2 separate regions of the Anas platyrhynchos genome follow, and region 1 is linked to region 2. The links are chromatin contacts, called in public Hi-C maps. All regions are on one chromosome and are shown on one strand. Each heading gives the region's core, a stretch centred on a gene start, on an enhancer-like site or on the middle of the called end of the contact. The rest is flanking DNA. Distances are from core to core; before and after follow the strand shown.

Evidence for each region. Hi-C and Micro-C count contacts between places; a contact is called where the count stands out from the background.
Region 1: a Hi-C map of skeletal muscle shows a contact between it and region 2, with 3 times the contacts expected there. The contact joins the promoter of SLC35F3 here to the enhancer-like site in region 2. A contact is called at or near these places in 2 of 8 Hi-C or Micro-C datasets (liver and skeletal muscle).

What each region holds. Positions count from the first base shown.
Region 1 is chr3:26,517,884-26,523,606 of IASCAAS_PekinDuck_T2T, forward strand. SLC35F3 (solute carrier family 35 member F3) reads left to right here and starts at 3,808. Exons shown (of 9, transcript XM_072035575.1): 1 at 3,808-3,996; 2 at 4,111-4,340; 3 at 5,252-5,356. The coding sequence starts at 3,944. It overlaps LOC106019027 (a long non-coding RNA gene), which reads right to left and starts at 4,325. Exons shown (of 4, transcript XR_003495911.3): 1 at 4,187-4,325; 2 at 3,049-3,117; 3 at 2,306-2,370.
Region 2 is chr3:26,374,101-26,379,360 of IASCAAS_PekinDuck_T2T, forward strand. The region is part of intron 1 of LOC110353842 (a long non-coding RNA gene); the gene reads left to right. Among named protein-coding and RNA genes, the nearest start is that of KCNK1, 61 kb to the right of the region's middle. Within about 2 kb of position 1,896, at least 3 of the 8 cell types and tissues checked have an H3K27ac peak or open chromatin away from gene starts, as enhancers often do.

The DNA.
Region 1 (5,723 bases), core at 2,558-5,057, 150 kb after region 2:
TTTAAAAACAAAGACTATCTTTCTGCTTTTCACTTCTCAGTTTTCCACTTGAATTGAGAAGAAACACAAGGGCAATGCTCATATGCTGCAAAGAAATAATGAGATGCCCTAAAAAAAAGTTTTTTCTTTCCCTTCACTTCTTAACTAACAATAGATAGCAAAACAATCAATAGACCTATTTTCAATTCCAAATATAAGAGGCTTCTATTTTCCACTGGCAAAAAAGAAGCTGAACAGTTTATATTCAACACCATTGAAGCAGCAGATTAAAATCAGCTTTATATAAAGCAACATACCTCTCTGGAACTGATCTCTGTGTACCTTCCTGACTACAACAGGCAACTACATCATAATTTTCAGAGCTTTCTAGTTGCTTTTGGCAAGGAGTCATGCCTGAAATCCTGATGCTTGTTTGGTTTTGCCTGTGCATTGCAGGGGTCTGAGAACAATGTGGGAGCTTACATGAAAAATGTGCTGCAACTTGTCTTAAATTTATCTGTGTTTGCTCCAGCACACTCTCCCTCTACTTGAGAAAGCAAGTGTGAGTCTATTGAAGGTGGCTGAGCTGATTTTGCTTATTATCCAGTTTTGCATTTGGCCAGCATCTGTCCACTCCATCAGTCTTTCATGGTTCTCTGGGTTTATTTATACCATTTAAAGGTAGTAGTAGATATTTTAAAATGTGAATGCAAGCAAGATTACCCATGATAGACTAGGAAGTCTTTAGCTACATATTTTTTGTTGCTGACTCAAAAATTTGCAGGTGAAATAGATTATGTTTGAAGTTGCACCCTTATCCCGTCAAAACAGCATACTAATATTAAATTGGTCCCACTGATTTAGCTGGAGCCACTTTGGCTATACAGTAGCATTATATTCATGTGGATGTCAAATCTGACTCCAGCTAGAGAAAATTAATAGTTTTGCCATATAAGCATTTCCCTGTGTTATATGGGGCTTCTATCATGTACATTGTATATCTGTCTAAAACCCAAGAATCCCTGGGGCCAGAACATCTGATTAATGGCTCAGGTATGCATCTTCTGTAATAAGGATAAAAATACTGAGAAGCAGGAACATACATCAACTGCAGAGAGATTCAGTCAGAAGAATACTTGCTTAAGGAGGAAGCTGGGTCCTCTTCTAAAGACTCTGAGTTCCTAGAGGTAATTTTTTTATAAACTGGAGAAGATAGATAGTTTCTGCAGTTGTGACTGTTGTCTTGCCCACTGAAATCTCTCTTCTGTGTTATCCTACTCCTGTCGCTGTATCTGCTAAATATAAAACTCATTTTGGGAGGTGGGTAGAAATCACTAGCCCTTCACATGAAATGAATAATGTATTGATAAGTGTAAATTTCCATCTTGGATAAACTTATGCCAAACTACTACTGATAGGAGATGAAAATAAATACTGCTTAAATTGTATTTTCCTCTGACATGGCATCATAATGTCTGTATAGAGCTGATATATCTTAATGGTTGTATTTAAGAGCTGACTATCAGTCAAGCATATCATTTCTTGTCTAGGGAAAGAAAATGTGCATCTAACAGGACAGAATAAGTAACAACACTCTGTAACAAATACTGTTTCCTCCTACAAGGCTCTGCCATTATTTCAAGTACAATATTTCCCAGCTCTTCTATGCATGAAAAACTGTAGGTATTTTATTAAAGTAACGCTAATAAAAGGTTCAGAAAAGCCATTCACAGTGCTTCCAGTTTGGCATAGAGTACTGGATCGTTCCTATCTAAACTGAGACAAATTCTGCTCCATTTTGCCCACTATTCCCTAAATAGTGTGTAGGTATATTCCTTAGACAGGTATATAAAACATTTAGCAAATGTTTTCTCTGTAACTTGTTCCTTACTCTTGGGGTGCATTGCTAGTTTATACACTACTTTTTCTCTCCTCATACAAAAAATTCAAGTCAGCTCCATAAATCCACAAATTCAACATCACGTGGGACTGAATATTTATCTTTTAGCATTCAATGCCATATTGTCAGTTTCAATTTCAAGTACAATGTTTAAACATAATTAAAATAGTGAATGCAAGAATTTTTTTTTTTTTGCATGCCCCCACAAATGTTTCTTTTTTAACAAACATTTACAGCAAGGTTTGACAAGATCCTAAGAGCTAACTATGTTGATGTTGCCTCTTACTGTAATTTTGAAATGTTGTTTCACTAAACAATTCCGTTTTAAAAACTTCACAATTTTCCACGCTTTTCTTCTCTCTCACAAGATGCATACTCTCTTCAAGTTTGTCAGCACTGCCACCCAAGCTGTCCAAAGTCACTTACTTGCATGACAGGAGAAAGTATTAACGGTCATCCATCATTCCAGTTACACCTTGAAATGACAGTAGCTGGGAAAGAATAAAACAGCAGAAAAACAATCTTTTTGGGGGGCATGTGTAAGGAATGAGATGATTCTGGAATATAAAGTGGAGAGATGTGCAATAGAGATTCTGAATTCCATGGCACCTTTCTGGGAATACAGAAAATGGACAGGGACGTACTTTACTGGCACTCCAGCAGTACTGACCAAGCGTTTGCTACTCTGCACCATCCCACCTGTCCAGCCCATGATGAGAGGTGGGTAAGTGCTCAGCAGGTATTGCTGCTTGGCTGGGCTTGGTTGATTGAGCCTTTGTTTGCTCCAGCTCTGAAAGAACTTTATGCCATTTTTCCATGCCAATGTGAATTAACCCTATACTGAGCACTGCTAGCCCAGACTTGCATTTCTGGATGTTATTTTTAGTACACTTTGAGAATCTTCTATGAATAATAATGGAGAGATTTGACACCAGATACATGCAGTAGCACAGGTAATTCTCAGCTGACATCCTATCCTTGTCTTTCACTTAAAGCTGGGAAGAGTATGGACTCTGCATATAGAGTGACACTGGACTTGGGCCTGACTGAAATGTCTAATCCCATTGTTGCTTGTTATCATTACTGCTGCTCTGAACATCTGAGGAGATTTAAATCAAGCTAGTCATCACTATCTGTGGGTTTGGTGAATGTCGTTTCCATCCTCTCACCTTAGTCCAAGTCACCTTCCTGCATTGGCGTGCGTGCCTGGCAGGGCACTCCGTCACGCTGCCAAACGCCTGTGTGGACAGACAAAATAACTGTTGTGCAGGTGATAACACAAACTCAGTGCGTGATTTGATACGGGTGTTTGATATTAGTTTGTCTCCTGGCAGCTGGGGCTACTTTGCTTTCTGTTTCTGAAAGTGGCACAGCTTTAAAAGTGGCACAGTTACCTTTGGAGAACATTACCTGTAGTTATCAGGAACGCCTCCATAACGTTCATGGTTTGCTATCCCTGGTAACTTTCTGGGACTTCTCCATTTCCTTTCCTATAGGACGCACGTACCCACAAAGTTATTCAACCAACTCCAACTATATCTGCAGGCCACCAAGCACCTATTATTATTTTTTTTTGACGTGGTTATACCAGGTGCACACCCCACCTTTCACCCGCGTCTTTACCCCCTCCTTCCCTCGCTCACCCCCAGAAGGACCCTGAGGGGACTCTTCAGGACCCCCTCCCCCTGCCCCGGGGCCGTGCCGTGGCTGCGGGCTGCCGGCAGGGGTCGCGCTGCGCGGCGGGCCGGCCCGGTTGGGGGCCGCGGGGCTCCCCCTGGCGGCGGCCGCTGGCAGCGCGCTGGGGCGGGGGGCGCGGAGCGCGGAGCTCGCCCTGCCCGGCCCCCGCTCGGCAGGCGGCGGCAGCGGCGGCGGCGGCGGCCCGCCCCTCGACTCTCCCAGCTCTCGGCAGCCCGGGGACCCTCCGCGGCCGCCGCCCGCTCCTTGTCGTCTCCCTTCTTGTTCCTTCCTTCCCCCCCTCCCGCCTCGCACCCGGCCGGTGGGCGCCGCCGGCTCGCCCCGCCGAGAAGTCTGGGCGCCCCCCAGCCCTCGCTGCTGCTGCTCCCCATGGGGATCCGCGAGTTCCCCAACGGCTCGGCGCGGGGCAAAGCCGCCACGCTGTGAGTACCGGGCGGGGATGGGGACGGGGATGGGGGACACCCGGGCGGGGAAAGTTGTCGGGCGGGAGGTGCCGGGGGGCTGCCGGCCCCTGACGCCCCTCTCCCGGCCCCCAGCGGCATGCGGCGCTCCCCCGACGTGAGCCCCCGGCGGCTGTCCGACATCAGCCCGCAGCTGCGGCAGCTCAAGTACCTGGTGGTGGACGAGGCCATCAAGGAGGACCTCAAGTGGTCCCGCTCCGTGGAGGACCTCACCAGCGCCTCCGTGGGGCTCACCTCCATCGAGGAGAGGATCCTGCGCATCACCGGCTACTACGGCTACCAGCCCTGGGCCGCCAGCTACAAACGTGAGTCCCCCGGGGGGTGGTGGGGGGGGTGGTGCTGGGGGGGTCTGGCTCAGAGGTAGCCACGAGGTAAATGTGGGATCCTGCGACCAGGAGAGCCCGTTTAGGTGCCTTAGTACTGCCTATGCGCTCGGTGATGTGTTGATCGCCGGATTTGTGACAGCTCTGAGAAAGCTCCGCTGCATTCACGCACGCCCTGCTCTCAAAAGTGACGCCTTCTCGGTACGTCTCTCTGTTGCTTTAGAGGTCTGCCAGATCTTCGCAGTGCTTAATCTCGTTTTTATGCCTTTCCTGGGTCAAATGGAGCCGTCTCTTCCATATTCCTGCACTTGAGAAAGAAACTTCCTGCGATACCGCCACGAAGAGAAGCCTAGCTGTGTCCCTCCGTAGACGTGATTTACGAAGGAGCTGAGACCTTGAGGGGTTGTAATATATCAGCTAGTATTCTTGCAATAACACTCCCTGTTTCTTGCCCGTCTTTCATCTCCACGGTGGTAATTGCATGACTTAACAAGTTCTAAAAATAAGTTACCCATTAACTGAAGTCATAAAAACATTTTGGTTGTTCAAATGCTGTTCGTATCATCACAGGGTTTTTTTGTTGTTGAAATGATCGTGCTGTAACAAACGTCAGTTTTGCTGGGAACACTGGCTCTGACAAAGTGACTGTTTTCGTGGTGCACTTTCCTAAGTATGGCGTGTAAACATTCTGAAATGTTTACTCACGGATTATCCCTTTGCTCATGTGCTTAATAATGAAAGAGGGAGATGCAGGCAAGTGTGGTGTGTGGTACTTGTTCAGTTTTTGTGAGCCACTTCTGATTGCCTGATGATAGGGCTTTACTGATAAATATTCAAAGACTTCTTCTGAGAGAGTGTTTTTTATTATTATTTATTTATTTTTATTTTGACAGAAATGTCTGATATTTGCTACTTTACTCGCGAGGGAGTATGGGATTTCTCTAAGAGCAAATCCATTGCCTGGATTGGGATCATTCCTGAGAGTAAAGCTTATTCAGGTCAGTTTTCAGGATCAGATTGTGTGCTGATGCCAGGCTGAGTTGGGTATTAGTGCTTGCATCTGACACAGTGACTAATAGTCCAGCTGAAGTCGCACTGAGCTGCTGTGGCAGATCCTTCTGAAGTAATAATGGTCATGCTAACTCCTCAATTATTACTTGTTTGTTGAAATTCATAACTGTGTCTGAAAAAGTTAATTGCAAGCCTCAGCTTGCTAGCCTAGTTATATATTCTCTGGTAGCTCACTCTGAATAACAAAATTACATACTTGAGTTGTAATGGTGGCATGTAAATACAAAAGTTGTCTGGGTTTCTTACTTTTGTGCCTAAAAATAATAGGTCATATGAAATCATTGCCAATTGAAA
Region 2 (5,260 bases), core at 646-3,145:
CTCTTCTGAGTGCCTAGGATATTCAGAAAGCATGTCTGCATCATCTTTATCTGCTCTGGGGTTTAAGACCGGTTGTTGTCTAGGCATGATGCTCTGCAATTTGTCAAAGCCTACTGCGGTAGCTTATTTAAAGGCCAGCTTGCTTGTGCAGTCTTTGTGTATCCAACTTCCCTCTATCTTTGTGCTGTGTCACTTTTTGCAGATTTACATGCTCTGATAGCTGAGTTGAGCAGCAGCTTGTTCCAGAAGTTTTCTCCAGAGAGGTGGTGAGCAGGGTGGTAGCAACATACAGTCTGGATGTCTGTGTGTCTGTTATGGACTGATGTGGTTAGAGCTGTTCAGTTTGTCATTACTGAACAGTTCTGAACCAGCGTGGAGAAACTGCTCCTGTTACTCTTGATATCTGGATCTTATCAAATGGTTACTGGAGTCTGTGGCATCCTGGCACAATCCTTAACTCTCCTGGAAGCACAGGGCTGTGTTGGGGAAGACAGATGTGGCTGCACCTTCAAGGTCCTTAACATGCCCCTTTTCAAGGAGAGCTGCTGTGTGGTGGTAGATTTGTGCTGGAAAACTACAGTGTTTATTGCAGATGTTTCTGAAACGATGCTGAGATCCCCTGTGGCCTGGGACCTGTCAGCTGCACAAAGGACATCAGTGGTGTGGGAGCTGACTGCCCTGGGACACGGTGGGGCAGGGATGCAGAGCTGACTGGGCTGCCCTGCTTGGCACGGGGAAGGTTTGGCAGGATGAACACAAGGGTCAGAGACCACTTTGGTTCCACAGGATCAGCAGTTCACAGAAGAAAACTAGTTCTTTCTAGTCAGCTTCAGTAAATACTACTTCTGCTCCATCAAGTAATGTTTTGAATCAGGATGAGGGAATGCTAGATGTGCTTGAGCACTTCTTTGTACTTGCTATTTGATGGTGGAATATATTTTTTAATATGGGGAAATGAACTAAAAGCTATTTCTTTCAGTTTCCATGTATATGATCGTGATTTTTTTTCCATATGTGACTTTTGGAGTCCGCTATGACAAAATTTTTGCAAGATATTTGCAAATTTAATACTTGCAAATAAAAAGATCTTAAGTAAACAAGGAATCAAAATTTTAAAAGGTCCATTGCTGGATTCAGCACGTGGAACTTGGGACACTTGGTATCCACCTTCTCAGAGCAACTCCTGCTAGTTTCCCTTGGAGGTGACCGACAACTTCAATCCACCCTTGCTTGCCTTGCAGAAGAGGCATATAACGCAAATGTGAAACGAAATGTTTTGGTTCAATTAATTGCTTTGTCTCTTTCAGCATCAAGCTGAAAAAAACAACCTATTAATTCCACAGTCCTGGGATTTGGTAGCCTGCCAAACCCACACAATGCGATTTAAGGCACCTCTCTGCATTTTAATCACTGAGGAGAGTCCTGAGAGGAGACGTAACCTCAGCTGAGAAGTGACACTGCACTTTTTCACGCTCGGAGAAGTCACGTCAGCCTCCAGAGTCAAGAGCAGTGCTGAAATGCTCCCGGCAGTGGCTCAGTGTCAGCAGCTGATGCAGGGCTGTATCGGGAGCTCCTCAGAGAACAGTGTCACAAGATGCTTGTTAAGCAGTGATTTCTGGCCGCTGACAGATGCCTCTGAATTCTGACCTTCAGCTCACGAATATCTGTCTCTCTTGGCTTAAATCGTTTGTGTCTCTTAAAGTATTGTGTCTACTGCCTTGGGATGGCAGTAGAATGGGACGAAAGGTCAGCGTTCATCTCTCTGTAGCATGGTTGATTGCAGCACAAAATTGGGTTCTATGTCGATGTGGCTTCACAGGCAGAGTAAATAATGGTGGGTTTACTAATGCAAGGTGCTTGGAGAGGTCAATGAGGGGCACAGCCACTTCTCTTACCCTCCACTGATTGTACATTGAGAAAAATAGTATGCTTGTAGGGGGATGGACTGAGAGAGTCTGCTCTCCGCCTGTAATGCCCTCACTGTATGGATCCAGCGTATGCAGAGGGGGTTGTTCCATCCTGCTGACCTACCTTGTTCTTATTTAGTTCAGCAGCTCGCTCCTTCCTTCCCATTCAGCTTTGTCTCTTTCAGAAACCCCTCTTAACTGGATCCTTTCAGAACCTTCTCCAAGTCACTTTGGAGAATGTTGGATGTGAGGTAGAACGTGCACAGAAGAGAAACGGCTGGCACGTGCCTCTCATGACTTTTCCTAACCTTGGGAAGAGGTTTCTCTCTGGGAATATGCAGACTTGTCCAGCTCTGTCTTTGAGCAAGAGCAGAACAGTGTCTGAGGTGCCCCTTCAAGGGTAAGAAGCCGAGATAGCAGGGACTGATTTATCCTTTATTCATTCCTGAAGATCAGCAATTACTGGTTCTGTGGCCTTTGAGAAATATGTGGCACCCCCATTGAATAACTAGCTGGGATTTAACTATCCAATGACTTTGTAACTTGTTCATCAGGTTAAATAATTTTGAATATTTTAACATAGGTCTAGAAATATCACAATTAATAGAGGAATTAGAATGTGAAGAAGCTAAAATAATTAACCATTAAGCCTGGATAGAGTGTGTCGTGGATTTCGGTGAACAGCGACATTCTTCCTGGTGACTTGCAGTATGTCTCTGTAGTGGTTGTCACTCCAGGTTGCTAAGGAACTTGGGTTGTCTACAATTCTGCCCTTAACATGTGCTTTTATCCTCGCACTTCACACGGAGCGTTTTCCTTCTGTATTGATGCTGACCTTTTTCTTCCCCCTCATTAGCAGAGGCAACAACTATGCCGCGTTTAGCTGTCGTAAGTCTGATGCTTCAATGCTTGGAAAGTAAAATATAGCAAACCTTTAGCACTGCTGACACTTCATAATGTGGTCATTATGTGCTGTAATACAATGGAGGAAAGCTGTTTCAAAGGGAAGGGTGTTCTGCTTTTGTTATTAGCTGTTGCATGCTCTTAAAAGAAATAACATTCCAAGAACAGATAAAATGAGGTAATCAAAATGACTGAAATCACAGAAATCAGTGTCCAAGAGGTATGTCAAAGGTCTGCTGCCCTGCTTTGAGATGCCATTAGCTTTACCTGCATCATCCCTGAAAGATGTCTGTTAAATTTACAGCAATAGTGATTTTTTTAAAAAAAATAAATTACACTAAATGCCTTCCTTTCCACAGTGAACTTGGAGTATAATTTATTGATTGCTGTCTCTTGAAAAAATTTCTTTTTATGTTTGGAGACTCTTGTTCTGTTCCCCTCTTGCTTTTCCTCTGTACATTAAACAAATCCAGCTCTTTCATCCTGTCCTTGCAAATCATATTTCTAAACCTTTGATCATTTCTGTTGCTCCACTCCGAACTCTTCAGTTTCTCCCCACATTTCACCAAATGTGCTTTCCCCAGGACTGCTCTGTGAGCCCATCCAGTGCTGAATAGAGGGATACTCCGTTCCCTTATGATTTTTTTTTTTTTGACTCATGTACTTAAAATGAATCTGCCTTTTTCTTCTAACAACATGGATTTTGTTGATTCCTTCTCAGTTTGATCTGATATATTCCCCCATACCCATTCCTGCTATTATCGCAGCCTGGAGGAGCCTTCCATTTATGCACCATTCAACAGCTTTCCTTCCCTCTCTGGTGTGGTATTCTGCACTCTTTGAAATCTGTTCCAGTTTTTGACTTGAGATTGAGCTTGATAAATAGAAGCACTCTGAATTTCAATCCTGCCCTTAAGCAGGATTAAGCTTTGGGCTGCACTCTTCAGAAACGTATTTGCTAGTCCATCACTCAAGTCAGTAGCACACACTCTTTTTAATAGATCTGCTCTTGGCCTTTTTCCCGTTACAGTGACAAATGCAAAATTTTACAGCACCTTTTTGTGCATTTATTTGCTGTGACTTGATGGGAAGAGCAAGCACCATAACCATTGCCACGGGACCTTTCCTGTTCTCCAGAGCTCTTTGAACCTGTTCACAGAGTGTGCTAGCTGCCTTCAGAGTAACTCCTGGGTGAATGCCATCCAGCATCTTGGATAAACAGAGGAGGGAACAAAGGCTATCTGGAGAAAGGAGATACCAAACAGTGTGTAGGCATATGGGTGTATGATGCTATTTTGCTTTTCTCTGAAGACTGAAGCAACGAGGGTATGAAATAACTCATCCTTTTCTGCACGTAATTCCTCCCTTTCTCTGTCTTGAAATGTTCTCAATTTTCTTGCAACTATCTTTTGCTCTCTAATAGTGTCAGCTCCTGTTGTCATTTATTCTTAGTGATTTGTTTCCATGTACCAATGTGAATATTTTACATCTGCTATTAGTTTTGTCCAATATTTTATATTTTGTTTAATTCTGCTTATTTTTTCTTTTGAAGAGTTCTTTGTGTAACCAGATGGGGCATGTGGTAAGACTTTCTTTCCTCTTTATTGGTAAAGTTGTATGCGCTTTCCTGAGGGTCAGTAAGCAAGAGCAGAACAACTGTCCTTGCTCTAGTTTCTGTGAAGCTTACTAGTTTGGCACTAACTTGCACTCAAGCAGCTTTTCCAGCGCAGCTCACCACAGATCTTTCCTATTAGTCACAGTCCAATCCAGCTGCCATTCGAGGCACCTGCAGGCATTCACAGCTTCTGATTTTTGGAAAGTACTTGGCACTATCTGGACTCTCAAACAACTTTCTTTAATTCATCCTGCCACTTATTAGCCTTGGCAATAGCCCTTCACAGAAAACCTCTCCATAAGAAAAGATGCCAAAATTTCTTCTTTTCACTTCAGTAAATACAGCGATATTGCACTCCCTAACTTTTCTGAGTTAGTATAAACAAAACAGACAATGATAAAAACTGGAAGAAAGAGCATTTGGGACCGAAGTTGCTCAAAGAAAAGAACTTTTTCTGAGTTACCCCAAGGAAAAAACATCCATCCCTTGGACAACTGCAGCTAACTACCCTTTGGAATGTGCAGAGCAGACAGCAAAAGAAAATGCCAGGTTCTTTGAGAAGTAAGGTATATTTCTTCTCCCTCAGCCATTGTACAGGGATACTTCAAAGCCTTCAGAAACATACATGGGATCAAGGACTTCAGACCTTCCAAGCTTCACAAGGTAGAGCCGACCATAGTGCATACAGAGGTCCCGCAGCACAGCTGAGAGCTGAATCTGCTGCTGCTCTTTAACTTTTTTGGTCTCACTTCTAGAAGCCTAGAAGCTTTGGCAGAGATTTTGTTCTGAATTGTTCCTGAATCTAATGTTTCCATGCCAGGAGCTGGACACCTTA